2 separate regions of the Hordeum vulgare genome follow, and region 1 is linked to region 2. The links are chromatin contacts, called in public Hi-C maps. All regions are on one chromosome and are shown on one strand. Each heading gives the region's core, a stretch centred on a gene start, on an enhancer-like site or on the middle of the called end of the contact. The rest is flanking DNA. Distances are from core to core; before and after follow the strand shown.

Region 1 (2,700 bases), core at 85-2,584, 200 kb before region 2:
ATTGTCCACCTGGGCCCGCGCCGGGCCCATCCCATCCTGTGAGGCCACCATGTACGGCGTGTCCGTCCGTCACTGCCCCTACACCGAGTCACCGACACCGACCCCGACGACGGCGACGCCGCAACCGAGCCGGGTCATGGGCCGTGATCCGGACTCGGACGACTGACTTGTCACTCCAGCGACGTGTGCCGCTCATTGTCAGGCCACGGCGGCGAGCAGGTCGTCACGGGCGCCGCCGCGGCGGAGAAGGTCGTAGGGCGCCCAGAGCGCGTCCAGCGGGCACGGGCGGCCAGCGTCGAGCCGCAGCCACGGCTTCCCCTTGCCGCTCCAGTGCAGCAGGCTCACCGGCCCCGGGTGCAACTCCCGGCACTGGCCTGCCACGTTGTCCCCGCCGAGGCCGTGCTGGTTCCACCTGTGCTGCACGGCCTTCACGTCGCCGGCGAACACCAGGAGGAAGGGCGGGAGAGACCCGAGCTCGTATATCCTGGCCTCCTGCTTCTGCACGTCCATCCAGTACTCGAGCTTGGCCGTGTACCCGCCGGCGCGCCACCTGTCGAGGTCGATGACCATGACCCCGGTGTTGAAGTAGCAGGGCGCGCGCGTGCGGTTGGCGAAGACGGTGGGGTAGCCGGGGTGGCGCCAGAAGGCGTCGGTGAAGTAGAGGGTGAAGTTGGCGTTGCAGTACTCGGGCGCGGCGAGGGCGGCGTCGGGGCCGAGGTCGGTGGCCCAGAGGCGCGCGACGTCGTCGACGACGAGGAGGTCCGAGTCGAGGTAGAGGACGCGGGGGACGGAGCGGGGGAGGATGTCGGCGAGGTAGATGCGGGCGTAGTTGAGGGGCTGGTCGAGGGCGCGGCGGACGGAGGAGGAGATCCTGCCGCGGACGAGGCGGGCGTCGAAGCGGTGCACGGTGGCGGGGAGCGTGGGGAAGGCGGCGGCGAGCGCGGCGCGGAGCCTGGCGAGGCGGCGGGCCGGGGAGGCCGAGGAGGCGACGAAGTGGAAGGCGATGGACTCCGGGCAGGCGGCGTGGCGGAGCACGGAGAGGACGCCCGCGAGGGAGCCGCGCAGGTAGGTGCCGTCGAGGGTCATGGCGATGTGGATCGTGGGCGCCCCCGCGCACCCCGCGCCGTTGCGGAACGCCGGCGCCTCCCTGAACTCGGGCAGTTCGGCCGCGGCCGCCGCCGCCGCCGCGGCGAAGAGCAGGAGCGCGGCGAGGAGGCGCATTGCGGGGGCGTGGGGTGGATGGGGTTGCGCCTTTATTATTCCCCTCCCATCCGAGAGAGGGGGGGAGGTAAAGAACGGAGAGGAGAATGGAATTTGGATGGGCACGGCACCGTCGGCACGGGTGGGGGGCGGGGGGAGATGCAGAGTTAAGAGGCGGAGACGGCGGAGGGGAGGGAGGGAGGACAGGCTGGAAAGAGGGCGACGTGTGGGGTTTCCGCGTGGGTTTTCCGGGGCTTCTCGTTGGGATTTTTTTCCGGACGTTGGGCTCTTGGTGGTTGGTTACGATTTCGACGGGGCCTCCACTTTTCGGACCCTCCTCCATATTTGCGTGGGCTCTTTTTTCGATTTATTAGTTCAGCGTGACGGTGGGCGAAGCTTAGTAAGGCTCGCACGAGACCCATGCAAGGCCTACTTTTCGAGATGGAAGTTAATTGAGCTCATTCTTAGGCACTGACTACATTACCTCGGACGGCATGTTTTTTTTAGCAGGAAATATGGGAATTTATTTAGCAAAAGCCCCGGCAAAATCTGCATGGAGGCAAGTTACAGGAAAGCTAGGTTGCGACTGCATCCAGCACTCTGTCACCTCTCTAGTGCTAGCTTGCTTTGCACACAAGTGGACAGACGTGTTGGCCGCTCTATTACAAAGCTGAATACCAAAAGAAGAAAAGAAAGCTACGTGCTCCCCTATTTCATTCAAGATAGACGCCACAACTGAGCGAGAATTGTGACGCAAATGCCATAGCTGAACCAGTTCCAAGCTATATGTCTCTAAAATCACCTTCGAAAAGCCTCTCAACCGAGAAAAAAGAGCACCTTCCCACAATGCCAAGGTCTCTGCAACAAGGGGATTAGTCACCCCACCAAAGGGTTTGCACCAGGCAGCAATTAAGCCCTGCTTAGAGCGAGTTACCTCTCCATCGTCACTTCTGCTATGCTGAAGCGCCACACTGCCATCACTGTTAATTTTGATGGTGTCTTGGCCACAACAAGTCAGACTCAGCACATACCTGAACAAGCCAAACAAAAAAAAACAAGTGCAAGTGCATGCACCAACCCTCAATGTTGCTCATCAGCGTCATCGCCATTGCCATCAACTGAAGCACCCTCGACTCGTCGACTCTAACTCCACATCTTAGCATCACCGACATGTAAAAAAAAACATTGTCTCATCAAACTGAGCCAGCCTGAACCAACACATCCTAAACACTGCCACCCATCGCGAGACAAAATTGACACAACATAGTCCGTCCACATCTCTGACTTCATCCACCACAAGTCTTAAAGAAACACTTAACCTTTACTCCACACATCATGTGTCATCGTTGCCACTTGACATGCCCCACAAACTGCAATTACCATTTCAAGCCAATACGACATCACCACCTCCCTCCCTCCCTCCTCCACTCCCCTCGCTGCCGCCACCCAGAGATGGCGGCGGTGTTGGATCGCATGTTAGTCATCGTGTCGCCAAAGTTG
Region 2 (2,700 bases), core at 196-2,695:
ACGAGAGGCACCGATTTTCTTTCGCGAGAGGTACGGCCGCGCGCTTTCAGAAACGAAAAAAACATGTTTTCATTTTTTCCTTTCATGAAAGGTACGGTTTTACTTTCGTGAGAGACACGGATTTGCTTCCCCGAGAGACACGGTCATGCCTTTCAGAAACGAAAAAATGTGGTATTTATTTTTTTACGAGAGGCGGGGTTTTGTTTTTGCGAGAGGAAATGAAAAAACACGCTTTTTTTCTTCCGCGAGAGGTACGGTTTTTTGGTCTCGTTTTTTCATGAAAAAAAATCGTCAAAACCTATCAACACGGTATCTGTTTTTTAATATCTCGGCTCGAAGAATCTACTGATAAAAACAGATCAAGATTTAACACACGGTCTAAAAGATAAAACGTTTTAAAATTACGAATCGACAAAAAAAGAAAAAAGTCTTAGGTTACCACAAATCACACACATGTTGTACGTCATTTGTCACAATCCGAAAGGTAAGAATGATTTTTGAAAGAAATACTCTTCAACTAATGATTTCGCATACATTTAGACGACACGGCACAACTCTTTTATAAAAGGGCCAACACGGACCATATCGGCTGGGCTTGCCCACATGGCCACCTTTGTGGGCATGTGAAATTTGTTACTTTTTAGTGATGCACATTGAAAGAAAGGTGAGATAAATTACGCCTCCCACAGTATTTAGGAAGTATACTGGGGAAGCTGCAGCATCCTTCTATATTTTAAAAGTTTGCGGCTACATATTTAATGATAAAGATATCCGATGAAGATGCTATAATTCGTACTCATTCTTTGTCAACCTCTGCATGCTGCAAGAGGTAGCAGCCCGTACTGCTAGCTGTGGTAGGCTCAACCGCTAGCAGATACGGATCTAAGGGAGGACAAGGGAGGGAGGCCTAAGGCCTCGTTTGGTTAAGGGGGGTCGGGGAGGTTTTTAGAGGAAAATCCTCGGAATGGTCAGAAACCCCACATATCCTCGGATGCCCATTTGATAGGAGGGGTTTGCTTAACCCAATCCCCTCCGTTCCCCTTCAATCCCTTTCTATCCATGTGTTTCAAAACCCTACTCGAGGGACTAGTGAAAGCAAAACTCCGGTGATTTGAGAGGATTGGGTGGAATCAACTGAAATCCATCCCTCTCAAAACCTCCCTAATCCCCCTTAACCAAACGAGGCCTTAATGAATTGATTCTTCTTTAATACTAGTAATTCTTCTTTAATACTAGTAAAACATGAATTTTCATGAACAAACTTACCCCCTCCATGCGTTCATCTTCGTTCCGCCCCGCGCGCACTGCATCTTCACTGTACGGTCACTCTATACCTCACTCACACTTGCGGTTCAGGCGGCAACTTGTCGACGGAAGAGCGAAAACAACGCGCCGTCGTGTACCCGCCTCCCCTGATCCCTCGTGCCAAGCGAGCCAAAACGCCAGCTCACCGTTGCAACGACCAACCGACCGACCGAGCCCGGCGCGCGAGGCCACCACATGACACCACCAACACACGCGAGCAGCAAACAAGAAGAGCCAGCCAGCCACCCCCGCCTCCCTTTCCATCCGTCGTCCCCAACCGCCCCCCTCCCTCCCGCATCACAACAAACGCGCTCTTCTCCGTGCTTCCGGAACTCTCCCCCCGTCCCCATCCCCACCTCCACCTCCACCGCCACCGCCATGGCCTCCGTCGCCGCCTCCTCCTCGCCCCTCGCCGCCGCCTCGCTCGCGGTTTCTCGGCGCCCGCACCACGCGCTCCCGCCCGCCCGCGGCCCGCGTCCCCAGGCCCAGGCCCAGGCCCTCCGCGCGGTCTCAGGCCCCGCCGGGAGCCGCCGGTGGGGCGTCCGCCGCGGCGCGTCCGTGGTGCGCGCGGTCCAGGGCCAGGACACCACCATCCAAGGTAGTATTACCATGACGCGCCAGCTTGCATGATCATCCTCTGTTGATCCGTGTTCTGTTGCATGAGATTTGGTGGGTGGCGAGACACCGATCCGATTAATGCGTCTGCCTGCATCTCTCCGTGCGTTTTCGATGCGTCTAGACACGAGATGAGCCTTTGTGTTTCAGGATTAGGATGGATTTGCTTCGGGGAATCAGCCAATCGCGTCCTGGGTCGCTTCCACGTGGGTCCCCCGACGTCGCGGTTGTTAGGAGCATAGCGATGTGGACGCGAGGCTATGGATTTTACTCCTTTTCTAGCAAAATTCCATATTCGACGTCTCTGCTTTGGTGCCAGCGTACATGTCTTCATGCATGCATCTGTTGCTTTGATTTGTAGAGCTTGCGCCTGAGTTACCTGGGAAGCTTGCTGTACCAACCGCAACCAGCACGCTGTTGGTGTATTCAGCTCCGTCATTGAGCAGACTTGGGCTTCTCTTAAACTATTAATGTTGTCACACATCTGTTTTTATGAGGGGGCGCTTGTATCTAAATATGGAATCGTGTTAAATGTGAGTTATTATAGATACTAGACCGTTCAATAGTTGTTTAACTTACTGATAAGTACCTGTGTGCTTGGTTGACGGAGATTTGTTATTACTGTGCCTGAAACACTTTACACTTAAGGCAACGAGGCTGCACCATATCATTGACCCTGAGAGGATTGAATGTATCTCATCACATTATTCCCTTCAGCGTAACTGTGTTTTCTTGTCCAGTGACACATAAACGAGCAAATACCGGATCTCTGTACACAAA

Evidence for each region. Hi-C and Micro-C count contacts between places; a contact is called where the count stands out from the background.
Region 1: a Hi-C map of leaf shows a contact between it and region 2, with 4 times the contacts expected there. The contact joins the promoter of LOC123427330 here to the promoter of LOC123427326 in region 2. A contact is called at or near these places in 2 of 6 Hi-C or Micro-C datasets (leaf and seedling).

What each region holds. Positions count from the first base shown.
Region 1 is chr2H:567,298,965-567,301,664 of MorexV3_pseudomolecules_assembly, reverse strand. LOC123427330 (probable galacturonosyltransferase-like 3) reads right to left here and starts at 1,334. Exons shown (of 1, transcript XM_045111345.1): 1 at 1-1,334. The coding sequence starts at 1,221. The coding sequence ends at 199.
Region 2 is chr2H:567,094,608-567,097,307 of MorexV3_pseudomolecules_assembly, reverse strand. LOC123427326 (thioredoxin M2, chloroplastic-like) reads left to right here and starts at 1,445. Exons shown (of 2, transcript XM_045111338.1): 1 at 1,445-1,903. The coding sequence starts at 1,501.